Linked DNA regions of Mus musculus: all the other regions are linked to region 5. The links are chromatin contacts, called in public promoter capture Hi-C maps. All regions are on one chromosome and are shown on one strand. The core of a region is the stretch at or near the end of the contact, and the rest is flanking DNA. Distances in the headings are between cores, read along the strand shown. Region 1 holds the start of Syncrip (synaptotagmin binding, cytoplasmic RNA interacting protein). Region 2 holds the start of Bckdhb (branched chain ketoacid dehydrogenase E1, beta polypeptide). Region 3 holds the start of Elovl4 (elongation of very long chain fatty acids (FEN1/Elo2, SUR4/Elo3, yeast)-like 4). Region 4 holds the start of Snhg5 (small nucleolar RNA host gene 5). Region 5 holds the start of Dop1a (DOP1 leucine zipper like protein A).

What was found. Promoter capture Hi-C pulls out the DNA fragments that hold promoters and counts their contacts. Capture Hi-C pulls out chosen DNA fragments and counts their contacts.
Region 1: a contact with region 5 is called in a promoter capture Hi-C map of pre-B cells. The contact joins the promoter of Syncrip here to the promoter of Dop1a in region 5. A contact is called at or near these places in 5 of 39 promoter capture datasets (cranial neural crest, erythroid cells, hippocampal neurons and 2 more), 1 of 484 Hi-C or Micro-C datasets (CD4 T cells) and 2 of 115 datasets of contacts at active chromatin or transcription factors (embryonic forebrain and large pre-B cells).
Region 2: a promoter capture Hi-C map of adipose tissue shows a contact between it and region 5, with 6 times the contacts expected there. The contact joins the promoter of Bckdhb here to the promoter of Dop1a in region 5. A contact is called at or near these places in 6 of 39 promoter capture datasets (cranial neural crest, embryonic stem cells, erythroid cells and 3 more), 1 of 15 datasets of contacts at CTCF or cohesin (large pre-B cells), 5 of 115 datasets of contacts at active chromatin or transcription factors (astrocytes, embryonic forebrain, large pre-B cells and 2 more) and 2 of 9 other capture datasets (adipose tissue and liver).
Region 3: a promoter capture Hi-C map of pre-B cells shows a contact between it and region 5. The contact joins the promoter of Elovl4 here to the promoter of Dop1a in region 5. A contact is called at or near these places in 8 of 39 promoter capture datasets (the 3T3-L1 cell line, cranial neural crest, embryonic stem cells and 4 more), 1 of 484 Hi-C or Micro-C datasets (cerebral cortex) and 2 of 115 datasets of contacts at active chromatin or transcription factors (forebrain and large pre-B cells).
Region 4: a contact with region 5 is called in a promoter capture Hi-C map of pre-B cells, with 11 times the contacts expected there. The contact joins the promoter of Snhg5 here to the promoter of Dop1a in region 5. A contact is called at or near these places in 2 of 39 promoter capture datasets (hippocampal neurons and pre-B cells), 2 of 484 Hi-C or Micro-C datasets (CD4 T cells and CD8 T cells), 1 of 115 datasets of contacts at active chromatin or transcription factors (pro-B cells) and 1 of 9 other capture datasets (adipose tissue).

Annotation. Positions count from the first base shown.
Region 1 is chr9:88,480,959-88,483,658 of GRCm38.p6, reverse strand. Syncrip (synaptotagmin binding, cytoplasmic RNA interacting protein) reads left to right here and starts at 1,262. Exons shown (of 11, transcript NM_019666.2): 1 at 1,262-1,603.
Region 2 is chr9:83,923,862-83,926,561 of GRCm38.p6, reverse strand. Bckdhb (branched chain ketoacid dehydrogenase E1, beta polypeptide) reads right to left here and starts at 1,425. Exons shown (of 11, transcript NM_001305935.1): 1 at 1,203-1,425. The coding sequence starts at 1,392. It overlaps Gm36278 (a long non-coding RNA gene), which reads left to right and starts at 1,557. Exons shown (of 4, transcript XR_379675.2): 1 at 1,557-1,732.
Region 3 is chr9:83,805,007-83,807,706 of GRCm38.p6, reverse strand. Elovl4 (elongation of very long chain fatty acids (FEN1/Elo2, SUR4/Elo3, yeast)-like 4) reads left to right here and starts at 1,402. Exons shown (of 6, transcript NM_148941.2): 1 at 1,402-1,768. The coding sequence starts at 1,669.
Region 4 is chr9:88,521,646-88,524,345 of GRCm38.p6, reverse strand. It overlaps Snhg5 (small nucleolar RNA host gene 5), which reads left to right and starts at 1,449. Exons shown (of 5, transcript NR_040721.1): 1 at 1,449-1,862; 2 at 1,965-2,039; 3 at 2,371-2,428; 4 at 2,630-2,696. It overlaps LOC115487267 (a small nucleolar RNA gene), which reads left to right and starts at 2,478; the gene lies at 2,478-2,549.
Region 5 is chr9:86,465,764-86,468,463 of GRCm38.p6, reverse strand. It overlaps Dop1a (DOP1 leucine zipper like protein A), which reads right to left and starts at 1,310. Exons shown (of 39, transcript NM_177208.3): 1 at 1,168-1,310.

The DNA of each region.
Region 1 (2,700 bases), core at 13-2,512, 2.0 Mb before region 5:
TCTAGGCACTTTGAAGAGTGTTTATCTAAGTTTCCTTGGACTACTTACTGGCTTATCATAGCATAAAGCTCATTTGGAAGAACAAGTAGCTTTCTAATTGTAGTTTTTTGTTTTTTTTTTCAAAGAGGATAATGCCATTTTTCATTACAGTCGCTCTGGATAAAATTAGTATCCATATCGCCTGAGATACAAACGCCTTTGTCTTGTCTTTCTTGTCCATAGTAAATGGTTACAAAGGAAATGTCACTTCACATAACATTTAATTGCCAAGATGCTTGAAAAGAAACACATTTCCCTCACAGTAGTCCTAATCACGCAGCTTTGTGCTGCTTCAAGTTGTTCAAAGTGTGCCAGGAGGAGCACTTAACTGCTTAAAAGGCCAGGGACAGAAACGGAATATTGCACAATCCAACACCACCGGGTCGGTTAAGCTTCCAAATCTGGCCTCCCTGTCATCCCCGAGCCGGAGGCACAGGGATTTCCTCGCAAACCCGCGGCGCCCCTCCCTCCGCCCAGGGTATTCGTGGAAGCGGAGGACGGCGCGCGCCGGGCCGCGGGATACCCCATTGTCTAGCAGCGGAAGCCGGGGCTCCCCGGGGTGACTCCCGAACTCCAGCCCCGCCACCGGGTGGCCCCGAGCTCCGCCGTTCCCCGTGCAGCTCCCCTCCCCCGCAGCCCCATTGTCTGCCTCGCCTCGCCCCGCCCCGGGGGACACGTGCGCCTGCAGCTTCTCCAGCGCCCAGGGCGCGGGGCGGCCGCGGCGGCGACAGCCCCAGCCCCGGCAGAGCGGGCAGCCAACGTCGGGCACCCTCGGAGCCCAGGCCGGCGGTGGGGCGGTGGGGGGCGGGGAGGGCGGGGTGGGGATATGCTTGTCTCCTGACAAAGAACGAGTGGGACACGCCGAGCCGGCGGCCCCGCCCGCGGAGCGAGAGGGAGTGTCCGCACAGAGGGCGGGTCTCTCATTCACTCGGCCCCTCGCTGTCGCCGCGGCGGAAGGGCGGGGTCTCTCCCCCCCCCCCGACCGGGAGTTAGGGGCGGGGCGAGAGGCGGGGCTCGCGGGCGCGCGTCCCGCGGCGTCGTCTGCGTCGTCACGTCAGCGCGGGAGAGAGAAAGAGCGACTCGGCAGGGACTGGGGACGGGGCCGAGAGAGAGCTAGCGAGGGAGGGCGTGAAGCCAGAGAGAGCCAGAGAGGAAGAAGGGCGGCCACTCGTGTGTGAGCGGCCGCGGACGGGAGTGGGGAAGCTGGGGGAGGAGGTGCAGGGAAGGAAGGACGAAGGCTGAGAGGACAGGGCGGCTAGCGGCCGGCGGAGGTGGCGAGGGGAGAAGGAGGAGCTGTCGGAGGGCAGGGGCTGAGCTGAGGGAGTGAGGGAGAGAAGCGGACGCGCCAGGGAGGGGAGGGAAGGGGGGTCACGCGGGGGCGCGCGCGCACCGGGAGCGCGCTCGGAGGCGAGTGGAACTGGATCGGGTTTGCTGCCAGCGGCGTGAGCTTCGGCCGCCATTTTACAACAGCTCCACTCGCGCCGGACACAGGGAGCAGCGAGCACGCGTTCCCCGCCAGCCGACCCGGTCGGACAGGATTCCTCGGCCCCAGCCCCGCGGGGAGGTAACGACCGCGGGCCCCCGGGTCCGGGAGGGGAGCTCCGTGACATTGTGGAGGGTGCTTGGGGGAGGGCGGCGCGGGGAGAAACCGGCTTTTCTGGAAAATGGATTCCAAGGGGGAGAGAAGAGCACGTTGGCCGGGGCTGCCGGAGAGTAGGCCGCGGCCGCGCCGCCACTTCCTCCTCTCCCCATGTGCAGCCGCGGCTGGGCTTTGTCTGCGGCGCTCCGGGAGGAGGCGCCTCGACAGCCCGATGGCCCGCGCGGAGCGCGAGCGGCGGACTTGGTGCTGTCGTGGCCGGCGGCGCGGGAGTGGGCGGAGAGGCGCGGGGTGCTGTCCCGCGACCGGCCGGCGGGCTTGGGCGGTGCTCGGCTCCCGCGGGCGTGTGCTTGGCGGCGGAACGCCCTCCCCGCGCGGGCTGTCGGCCTCGGCGCCGCAGCCACTGCACCGAGGGGTGCGGGAGGCTGGGGGTCGCGGGCGCCCGGGAGCGCCCGGGGCGGAGAGCCATGTGTCACGGCGGAGACGGCAGCGCTGGGGGGCGGGGAAAGCCCGTGGCCTGGCGCCGCGGCGGCCTCAGTGTTGAGGGGCGAGATGGTGCGGTTGCACGGTTCAGGGGGCTCGCACCGCGACTGCGGGTTGATGTTGGGAGGCGGTGATGACCGTCTTGGCCCGGTACTCGGTGGGTTTCCGTTGAAGGAAGTTGTAGGACATTTGAAGGCGCAGAGCACGTGTTTCTAATGGGTTCCTGGCGGCCGCAGTGGCGAGGCTGCCGCTCCGGGTGCGGAGTCGGGGGCGGGCTTTGGGGTGTGGGGGTGAAGGGTGGAGGAATTGGGTGGTGGGAAGGTGGCTTGTGTGAGCGCTTTGTTCTTCGCTGGCTGTTGTTACTGATCTATAAGCGGCAGGCGGGAAAAGCGCACTTTCTGGTTTACCTTGGAGAGAGACAAGCCCAGCGTTGCTTGCTTCACACACCTTATTCTCCGTTTTGGAACTGCTGCATGTGGCAGGCTGGGCCGGTCGCTGTGCTGATTGGGCTTCATTTGTAATAAGGTTTTTCTCAGTGAGTGTTAGCAGGTGAAGTCAGGGGTGGTGCTCAGGAAGAATCT
Region 2 (2,700 bases), core at 176-2,675, 2.5 Mb after region 5:
CCATGACATCACTCGGATTTTAGTAATTTCACAACTGTGGAAAGGAGAATTCGGAAGACCTCTGCTCTATTTCTCCATTACCAGGCCAAAGTTTCTTTGCTGTGAAAACAGTACTGAAGGCTGAGAGGGAAAAACGAACTGCTGTTCATCTTTCTAGTCCTACTATTTCACAAAACTGGGAAACCCCGTCATTGAAATTATTTCTAAAGGCCTCTTTATTGCCTTCCGTGGAGTGGCAAGTCTGGAATCCTGCTTACTAGATTCTGACCATTGGCGCTATGTCTCATGAACTTATGTCCTGTGTACTGTTGAATAATCTGCTTCAAGGCTTCCGTTTATCTAACTGCAAAGCAAACATGAAAACATGACCTACCTCACATGAAATTAAATCTTGTCCTATGAACTAAATGAGATGAGGAATGTAAATTTCACCAATAGCAAGCTTTCGGTTAAATATTCCATTATTGTTCACAAGTAAAGATGGGCTTCCAAAAACTGCCAGCCCCAAGTTATTAGACAAAAAAAAAAAAAAAAACAGTGTAGGTTTTCCTTACTTTCTCCTGGTGCTCTGCAGTTAGACCTAGGATGGAGGGCGACTGCATAAAACTTACAGGAGAAACAGTCAGAGTGAGGCAAAGGTGGCAGGACAGGAGCCTGCCCCATTCCCTTCTGTTCGCTCTTCTCCACCATCTCTATGGAATACTGCTTGGCCAGGTGACAGCGGGGCCCAGCAGGAGCTCTGTATGAGGCTGAAATAGAAGTCTGGATTCTTTCCCATCTTTAGGCAGAACCTGTCTCGTGACCTTGAGAAAATCAAATTCTAGTATTTACTCCCTAGGTTTACATTTTCAAATGAAAATTAAAAGGCAAGTGTTTTACAGACAGTTGCCTCAAGTTAGTGACTCAGTCTAGGACAAGCTAACACCTAAGACCTGATATGGGGAAAGCATGGATAGAACTCAGGGGAAGGGGGCGGGGGAGCGCTCTTTGGACAACTCCTCTACACCCTCAGGCCCTAGCAGAAGGCAGAGTGCCCTCTCACCTATCTTGAAGTTCCAGGGGCTGCATCTGAAGGGAAGAATCACCAAGGACGAGTAACAGGAACGCAAACTGACCCGAACCAAGGAGGCTCTAGAGTAGAGTCTAGAGTCTAGGGCAAGGCAAGGATAGAGCCGGGATGCAGCAAGATCCCCAAATCTCACCATACTGCAGGGACTCTGGGTCCGGATGGAAAGTGAAGTGGGCCACCCGCCGCTTCTGGGCCGTGTCCTCGCCCCCGGGTTGCAGGAAGCCTTGCACCAGCGCAGCGCAGCGCAGTCCGCACCGCCGCCGCTCTGCTCCCGCAGCCCGGAGCCACAGCAGCCCACCCGCGCGCGCAGCCACCGCCGCCATCCCCAGTTCTCAGGCACCGCAGCCCACGCTGCCGGCAGGGAGGGAGGAGCTAAGACGCAGGCTTCCTCATTGGGCAGCCTCGAGGGGCGGGTCCGTGAAAGAGACCAATCGGAGACGGAAGTTCGGGGGCGGGGATGGAGACGCTATGACCTGGCGGCCCGCCCAGACGGAAGCCATACCAAGGCCCCTGCAGCCTGAGATGTGGTCCCTGGGTCCCACCCCAAAATCAGCTGCAGGACTTGGGGTGTCACAACGCGACTGCCTGTGTTCTTTCGCAGTGTCATTTTTGCGGTGCATTTTTCAGTAGCGTTTTCGTTTTAGGCTGTGTTTCTCATAGTCTGTAAGTGCAATATGGTCATTGCAAAGACAGGCGTTGGTTTCGAGTTTCCGAAAAAATCTAGAATTCGGGAAAGGCCTTCACTCTTATTTTGAAATAGTAAATATATTTAAATCTTTAAAATTGATTTTGCTTATCCTGATTTAGATCATATCAAAAAATAGTAAGTAGAGATTTCGGCCTTCAAATCCACTAGGAATTTAAAGTCGAGGTGCAGCAAAAATCACCTAATGGTCTTACTCTGTGTAACTTAGAAATATGCAAGTTGCCGGGCGGTGGTGGTGCACGCCTTTAATCCCAGCACTTGGGAGGCAGAGGCAGGCTGGTCTACAGAGTGAGTTCCAGGACAGCCAGGGCTACACAGAGAAACCCTGTCTCAAAAAACCAAAAAAAAAAAAAAAAGCAAGTTGAATGACTGATTTAAAGTCAAAATAATCAACTTTATAAATTTTATCTTAAAATATTTAAGTGTTTTATATATATCATATATATCACATACATATCAAATATGATATCGCATATATATCATATATATGATATGTGTGTGTGTATTTATTTATCTTCCTTAGCCATGAGTTGGAAGATAGCCATCAAAATAGAATACAACAGAGGCAAGAAAGTATGTCTAGATCTCGAGGAAGGATTCCAGAATGGAGAAAGTATTATGACAGACTGAGAGAACAGAGAGGAAGGAGCCAGGAAGAAACATTCCTCCTGTAGTATTTGTGACCTCTTAACAGATGTTAGGTTTAGCTAAGAAGCACGGGGTAAGAGTAGAAATGGAATTCTACGTATTCAGAAATGCACACAAAGGAGACAGCTTAGACAGTGGCATTCAAATGTGGTAAGAGACTTAGAACAGCATGAAGAGAAACAAGCTCTTGAAGGTCAAAATGCTTCCAGAGGTAAGGCTGACCTGCACCCAGAGGATTAGAGGTTGCCAAAGCAGAGCACAGAGAACCATAGTCTTC
Region 3 (2,700 bases), core at 153-2,652, 2.7 Mb after region 5:
AAAATTCTTGAATAAAGCTGCCTTAATGATTCCACATTATATTAAATAAGCAAAGACGGTGACATTTTGTGAGGTGAGGGTAGGAATCTGTTCTCCATCATAAAAACATCCAAGACTCCAAGACAATACAGAGGTAGCAACCAATACCATAAGCAAAGGGAAACCTAACTCATACTCACATTAACAAAGGAAATGAAATTTGACTAGAATTCTTTGTAGTTACTAGATTCGTAACTAGGAATTGAGGTGTAAGAAATTCTTTAATTTGAGAAACTTCATTCTGGCAAGCAGATTTGACAAATTAATAAATCATATCATTTGGTTGATTTCAGAATAAAGCATGTAAAGAAGGCTGTGGGGGTCTGAGTTATATAGCAAATCAGTTACCTTTAATTAGCCTTCCTCGCCGAAGCTCTCTCTACTTAAACAACTCCCACTATGCTCTGAAGTGATGTGCGTTATAATTTTGTCACCATAAATATTTATGACTTGCTATTTATAGCACAGAGTTAGGGCTCAGGTAGTACTCATGTTAACAACGTTGAGCATTTGACTCAGTGACCTCTAAAATAAGCATTCTAAATCAGTCAAGTGGAGAAAAAAAGCCGAAACAAAAGTGGATGGCACATCTGAATAAAACGCATATGAACTTGTTATTGGACCATTCACTGAAATCTTGCTTTATGTCAGAAACTATAAAAATGGCATAGTGTGATTTTGTTGCTGCAGTTATTGTTGTTGCTATTTATTCATAGAGACTGCTTTCTTCTCACAAGTCAACTGCTCTTTTTCTCCTCAGCATCACCCTTTCAGATTGACCTGAATCTCATGTGGTGCAAGTGGACTCTTTTAGCCTATTCTTATGGCTCCATCCTCTCTGAACTACCAATAGCCTAATTTGGTACAATTATATTGCTTTGATCGGCCAGTGTCGCTGTTTTCAATACTCACAAGGATTTAACTACATGCTAATAATATTTACGGGGTGACCACAGACTACTCTCCTTTGCCGCTGCTTAAGACAAATGGCATTCCTTTACAGTGAAACCACCCGCATTTCCTTGTCTGGGTGACAAGCACGTGCCACAGGCGAAGACAGCAAAAGCACATGTGATGGAGGTGAATGATAGGCAAGAACCAGAAATGCATCGCGTACTTCATCTTTGCCCACAAACTCCCACTTTTTCCCGTCCGGTTTCCCACGTTGCATCCGGCAGAACAGAGGTAACCGTGGGCAGGAAGGCAGGGGAGGAGGACTGGGTACGAGGTGTCCCCCTGCGGCGTTCCTGTGGCCCAGGTGGTGGCCCGGGGCTGGCCTTAGCGCGCCTGCGCAAGCCGGCCACCACTCGCGACCGCAGCATCCCCGCGCCCGGGGCGAGAGGAGGCGCCGCCCCGCCCCGCGCGGCCACGTGATGCGGGCGAGGGGATTGGAGCTGCGGCAGCGCGCGGCGACAGAGAGGAGCAGCGCTGGGCGCTCGTGGCTGGTCCTCCTCCTCCTCCGCCCTCCGGCTTCTTGTCTCTGCTGTTCGCCGCTGCTCTCCGCCTGCATCCCCAGTCGCGGCGCCTGGAGGAGGAGGAGACGCCGCTGCCAGCAGGGTTCCCGCCGCAGTCGCCCACGGTCCATCGGAGCCTCTCTTCTCGCCGCTGCTCGTACCTCTCCTCGCCAAGATGGGGCTGCTGGACTCAGAGCCCGGCAGCGTCCTGAACGCGATGTCCACGGCATTCAACGACACCGTGGAGTTCTATCGCTGGACCTGGACCATTGCAGGTACAGGCGAGGGGCCTCACCCATCTCCTCTGGGTGTTCCTTGGGCTGCCCACGGCTCAGACGCCAGTCCCCGGCTTCAGCGCTAGGCAAGGCCCTGCGCCCCCTACCCAGCGCCTTGAGGCTGTTGGGGGCGCTCGGGTCCCCGCAGATGCGGCGCCGCGGACCTCGCGGTTGTGCACTGGTTAATCAGATGAGACTCTCAAGGCGTACTCCCCCCCACCCCCCATCCCCTCAACACTCCCATCTCTTCAGCTCCGCGAATGCAGGAGCTGACTTAACCAGATGCTACCAGTGCAGCCAAGGAACCACCCTGCCCTGACGCCCGCATTTCCCGAGCTCGCCTATTATCTTATGCACTGGTACTCCTTATAGAGCGATAGGCCTGGAGGCGGACGAGGGCTGCGACTATACCTGTCTCTCCGCTACTTCAGCTTCCTTGAAGACTTTGACAAACCACTCATTATCTTCTTCCATTTAGCTAACCTCTTTGTAGTATAATTTCGACTGAAAAGTAAAATAACATTATTTAGCTTCTTGAAGAACGTTAGTTTTTTTGTGGTTTCCCAGTAGCAAATCTGTTAGGCTACCCTCTGCGAGAGCTTTGCGCAGTGCAGTGCCGTCAGGGGGAGGGGAAAGAAGGCAGGCTTTGGGCTGGGGGTCTCCGCAGCAGCACCTAGAGGATGGCTCAGAAGCCTGCATAAGCATAAGTACAGTGTACTGAAATTAGCGAACTTTCCCTTCAGCTGTTGAGTTTGCAGAGCAGGGCTGTCATTGAGTGACTTAGTTTTCCTAGCAGAAGTAATTGTAACATAAATGTTCACGTTTTAACATTTCTTCACTTGCTTTGTTGCTTTAAAAAGTTTCCGAGACCTTAAACGTTAAGTTTAAAGGATCCCAGGGAATAGTTTGGGGCTTTAAATTTGTGTTGTGTG
Region 4 (2,700 bases), core at 200-2,699, 2.1 Mb before region 5:
CATAAAAATGTTAGTTGTGGCCCATGCTTATAATTTCTGAGCTGGAAGGCAGAAACAGAAGGATCTCCTAGACTTGTGCTCAGCCAGTCTAGCCTGATTCCTGAGCTCCAGATCAGTAAGAGGCCCTATCTCAAAAGGGAATAAATGGTGCTTGCGAGGATAACACCTAAGGCTGCCCTTCAGCCTCTGCATGCATGTGTGTACCTGGGCACATAGATTTAAAAAGAACCAAATTAAGACCACAGGCTTGAAATGTAGCCCAGAGGCACAGTCCTTAACCAGATGCTGTGACAAGCTTTTACCATGTGATTCTATTCCCTACCTTCTTTCTATGGCAAACCTTATGTGATGTTCTTACCCAAACGGCTTTTATTCACTTATTACCATTACTATCACATGTGTGCATGATGTGTGTGAGGGCATGCATGCCACAGTCTATAAGTATGGTGATCAGAGGATAACTGTTAATGTAAACTGACAGCAAATGCACACATAATTAGTAAAAAATGCTACAAAATAAAGACCCGAGCTTCCAAGTGCTAAAATATCCAAATGTGTGTATCCATACATTTAAATTACTTTGAATTATATATTTGACCTTTGAAGTCTTAAGTTTTTTTCTGCAGATAATTTAGAAGGGAGAAACTTAAAAAATAGCAAAGGATAGCTATGTGACCTTAGGCCAACTGGCGGCTTTTGACTTGCTTTCTCCTCTGTGAAACGGAATGTTTAACTTCTCAGCATTCTGACAGTATAACTGTCACTAGTGTCTGTTTCCCGGAGTGGGAGACTTGGGGGGGCGGGGGAATCTGGTGTTGGACCTGGTTGAGCGCCCAAGCAGGCGTTGGATAAGCCTGCACTGGACAGCATGGCTGTCTGCAGACCAGCGGCACCCCCAGAATGCAGGAAGGATAAACGGAGAGCTTTTCGGTTTTCACCCGCGTAATTCTGTCCTCCCAGGTCCCTTCGGCTGCCCCGCTGAATACACAAGCGCAGCGCTGGCCACCGTAGCAACCAAGCTTCTCCACCAGCGGCGCTCAAAGCTGCCTGCGCGGCGAAGTCAAGGCCACTCCCTGCCGCCGACCGTCCGTGTCGACTAGGCTCGAAGCAGGCGGTGACCTCGCCTCCAACTGCGGCAGTTCGTTTGAATTCTGGCGCCACTCCCACGCCACGTCGAGCTGAGCCACCCCGCCAGACTCGGAAGAGACCGGTGGCGGCGAGCCAGCGGGAGCGCGCGCAGCAACGGAGATGCACGCGGCGGCGGGCGGGCGGCGCGCACCACGCCCCGGAATGGCCTGTAAAAAAAAAAAGAGGTCCAAGGCGCGCGCTCCCACGCGTTGCTTCATGAAAAGCCACGCCCCCACGTACTCTCGCGTCCAATCAGTGACAGAGGGAGGGGCAGCCTCGATCTCGCACAAAGGAGACTATAAAAGGAGCTGCGGTGAACCGGGCTCGTTCTTTTACGACGGAGCCTAAGATATTCTTTGTCTTGTCGGTGAGTGAGTTACAGTCGGATGACCAAGTGAAATATAGGGGTGCAACGAGGATTTGGAGGCTTCTGAGACTTGAACTTAGGGTACTGGTGTAAACTTCCTCGGAGAAGTGCGCAGCAGCTAATGATATTTCGGGATTGGAGTCTGGGCCCCAGTGAGATTCGTACTAAGCGGCCTGACTGAAGGCCGCATGCGTTCTAGTTCCTGAGTCCCCGCGTGGGTAGGTTTTTACAGCAGGGTTTGCAGCCTTTTGTGCTGTTCCGAAGGTACTAGAGTCACCGAAAGAGACATCCTATTATATGCACGTTCACAAGGACAATGGCGCCATTGTTCTTCGCGTCTTCAAAGCAGCTACAAGAAGAAACCAAGGTAAAGGCGATGCAGCTTCTATATTTTAAGAATATTGTTATAGTGCAATAGGAAGTGATGTGTGATGCTTAAATTTTGTTTTTTGATTTTTCATTATATTAGATGGAGGGGAGCCCAAAGCATCTGAGAGAATTGATAAATGAAAGAAACATGCTTAAAACATGACCGTTTTAAAGGGTGTGTATTGAAGCCTAGATTTTTTCCCTTGTAAGCATGCAAACATACCGTTGTGAAGTAAGAATCCGGGTTCCTGGAAATGTATTGTGAAGTAGTCCTGGCCAAACTACTCTGGCCTTTGCAATTTGGAGTGACTGTTGTGAATGCATGGTGTACAAATTGATTGTACAAACAGTTGTGAGACATACCGGGTCAGAACAGTGATGAAATACATCCCGAAGATGATGACCTGAAGATAAATGCAGCTTCTGAGAGAAGACCATTGTGTTTAAGTGGTAGTCTTGTTAATGCAGTTCTTACTCATAGCATGTCATGGTACCTCTTTCTGTAGTGAATGCTGACCAGTGAGATGCCAGCCTGCGTGTGAAGATCCTACAGCAGAAGTGCATGTGAGTGGTGCTCTGTTTTGTTTTCTGCTGAGCTTACTGTCGTTGGTCTAGTCTATGATGATCCTATCCCGAACCTGAATTCCTGTTGAAAAACCATAATTACGGATCTGGCTTCTGAGATGGACCATTGCAAAGGACTATTGTGTTCTTCTTTAATGTTGGCAATGACGTAATGCCTGTGTTTTTGTTTTTATATTTTAGGGCCAGTGACACAAGAACTTGCGAGAGATGCCAGTCCGCCTGTGAAGATCCTGCAGCAGGAGTGCATGTGA
Region 5 (2,700 bases), core at 61-2,560:
GTTAGCAGCAAAAACAGAGCTTTGAACCTTAGCCCTCAAGCCCCAGGCTACAGTTGTTTCTACTATTGGAATTACAAAGTAGGGCTCTTCACAACAGATGGGAAAGCAATTAAATTTAACCTTTGGGTCATGGTGTCACATTTTTGGTCTATGTTTCCTTCAGTTTTAAAAATTCTTTATTAAAAATTGGGTCCCCAAAAGGGGGTTGCTTTTAGCAGTTCTGAGGAATGACAAAGTTTAATTAGAAGTAACCATTACAACAAGGAATTCAGACTACCTGGGCTATAATTTCTGTCAGCTCAACGAACCAAGGGATTGATAATCCTGTGACTTACTTAGCACATAGCCTAGCACATAGCGACGCCATGCTAATACGAATACAACTAACCTCAAAGTGGCAAGACCTTAACACCTACATATGGGGCTATCATCTCCAGAATGAAAAGTTTTGACCCTATAGTTGCGAGCTACTAAATGAGGTTGACTCCTGTATTTTTCCGATCAAAAAAAAAAAAAAAAAAAAAAGAGAAGAAAAAAAAATGTGTTTGTTGACTACAATCTCTAAATCTGAGTTTTCTTCAACTCCACAGAACTCCGAGATAATATAAGAATTAACAAGACACAATTTGCTTGGGGAGGAGAAAGTACAGTTGCGTGCTATTCCCTCCTCAACAGGATGAGGGTGAGGTTAAGTACAGCGATGGGGCAACTTTCAAAGCCTTGGAAATCAAAGGTGAGGACTGTTAACAACTTCCGTGTGCTAGCTCGGCTTCCTCTTGGTGAACTTGGCTCTGCTTCCCAACCCTCTGCACCGGCACATCGGCGGGCCTCGGTGTCGCCTCGATCCTAAAAGGGACCCACCGGGCTGGCGAGGCAACGGGGTGCCGGGAAGCCTCCAACAAAGGCGCCGGGCACCCGCGCCCAGGTGACACCACCCCTCAGCCCCGTGCCGGCTCTGCCCGCCGAAGGCCACGGGCGGACAGGCCCCGGGTCCCACCGCTCGCCCCGGGCAGGTCAGGGCCCGTTTCCCTCCACCCAGAGGCGGGCTCAGGTGGGGGCCGGGCGGTGACACCCCGACGCCACCACCGCAGGCCAAGCCCGGAGACGCTCGCCCGAACCGTGCCGCGTCTCGCCGCGCGACCGCGCCGGGGGCGGGGACGCTGTTACCTGCCGCGGGCTCTGCTGCTCCCCGCTGGCGCCGCTCTCTTGGCAACCGCGGCAGCCGCACGAAGGCCGCCAGCCCAGGGCCTAGTGACAGCTACCAGCGTGCACCGCGCGCGCCCACGCCGGCGTCGACGTCGGCGGCCTCCGTCCCCGCCCCCGTCCCCGTCCGCTGCTCGGCGGCCACGGCTAGCCGGCGCCACAGCGCCCTCGTGCGGGCGACCGGAGAGACGGCGGAGGGAAGGCGGGAAAGGTGTGAGCAAGGAGCCAGCGAACCATCATTTTGATGGAATGGGGGAATTGAAAACAGTTTTGAAGTATTATTTAAGTACGATCATCTGGATCCACCAGCACTTTATGCGCGTCATTTCAGGCACAGTTTGTGTGAAACCGAGAGCCAGTTTAGCACTTTTTTTTGTATCTAGCCGTCTTTCAAACGCGTATTCGAAAGGGTTGTTGTCTTTACAAGTGTTTTTGCGTGTTCTAGTTTTAAACCATATATGAGGAGCACGCTAATCTGAGGACGCTGTGTATTTTGCTAGGTGTCAATATTAAGTATTGCCAAAATTTAAGTAATATTCTGTGTTAAAAGTATAAGAGAACAATTGTCCTTCAAATAAATGAGTTGCCACCAAATAGTAGTTACCTTTGCTTTTTTTCAAAAATTATTTACTTATATTTTATATGGGAGTGCCACAGGTATGTGTGTGCATGCATGGAGCCCAGAAAAAGAGGTCAGATGCTCTGAAGTTGCAAGCAATTATGAGTGCTATAAACCTAGCTTCCCAGTCCTGTGAAACAGCAACCAAGTGCTCTTAACCACAAAGCCAACCCTCCATCCCAAAGCTTTTACTTTTTAAAGCTATTATTCCCTCTTATGATCTCAAATTGTTGGAATGAAACAGGAATTTATATAGCAACATGATAAACTTTAAAACACCTCAAAGGTTGATATTAGAAAAGTTATCTGAAATCACATTTTCAGTATACTTAAGACCAGTTTTTGTTTTGAGACAGTCTTGCCACATAGCTCTAGACGGCCCTGTACTCACATAGCCCAAACTGACCTTGAACTTTCAGCAATCCTGCCTCAGTCTCCTAAATGCTGGGGTTGCAGATATACGCCATCCTCTTTGGATTAAACCTATTTAGAAATGCTTCCAGTTTGTTCAATGTCAGATAATTATAACTATGAAATTATGAAATGGAACATCAATAAACAGGATTTCAGTCCTGGCTAGTTTTATGTCAACTTGACACAAGATAGAGTCTTCTGAAAGGAGGGAACCTCAATTGAGAAAATGCTTCCATAAGACCTAACTGTAACTCGTTTTTTAAAATAGTGATTGACCTAGGAGGGCCTAGCCTATGTTGGGTGGTGCTATCCCTGCCTGGGTCGGTGATCCTCGGTTCTATGGGGAAGCAGGTTCAGTGAAACCATGGGAGCAAGCCAGTAAACTCACCCTCCCATAGCTTCTGCATCAGCTCCCCCTCTCGGTTTCTGCCCTGTTTGGGTTCCTGTCCTGACATCCCTCAATG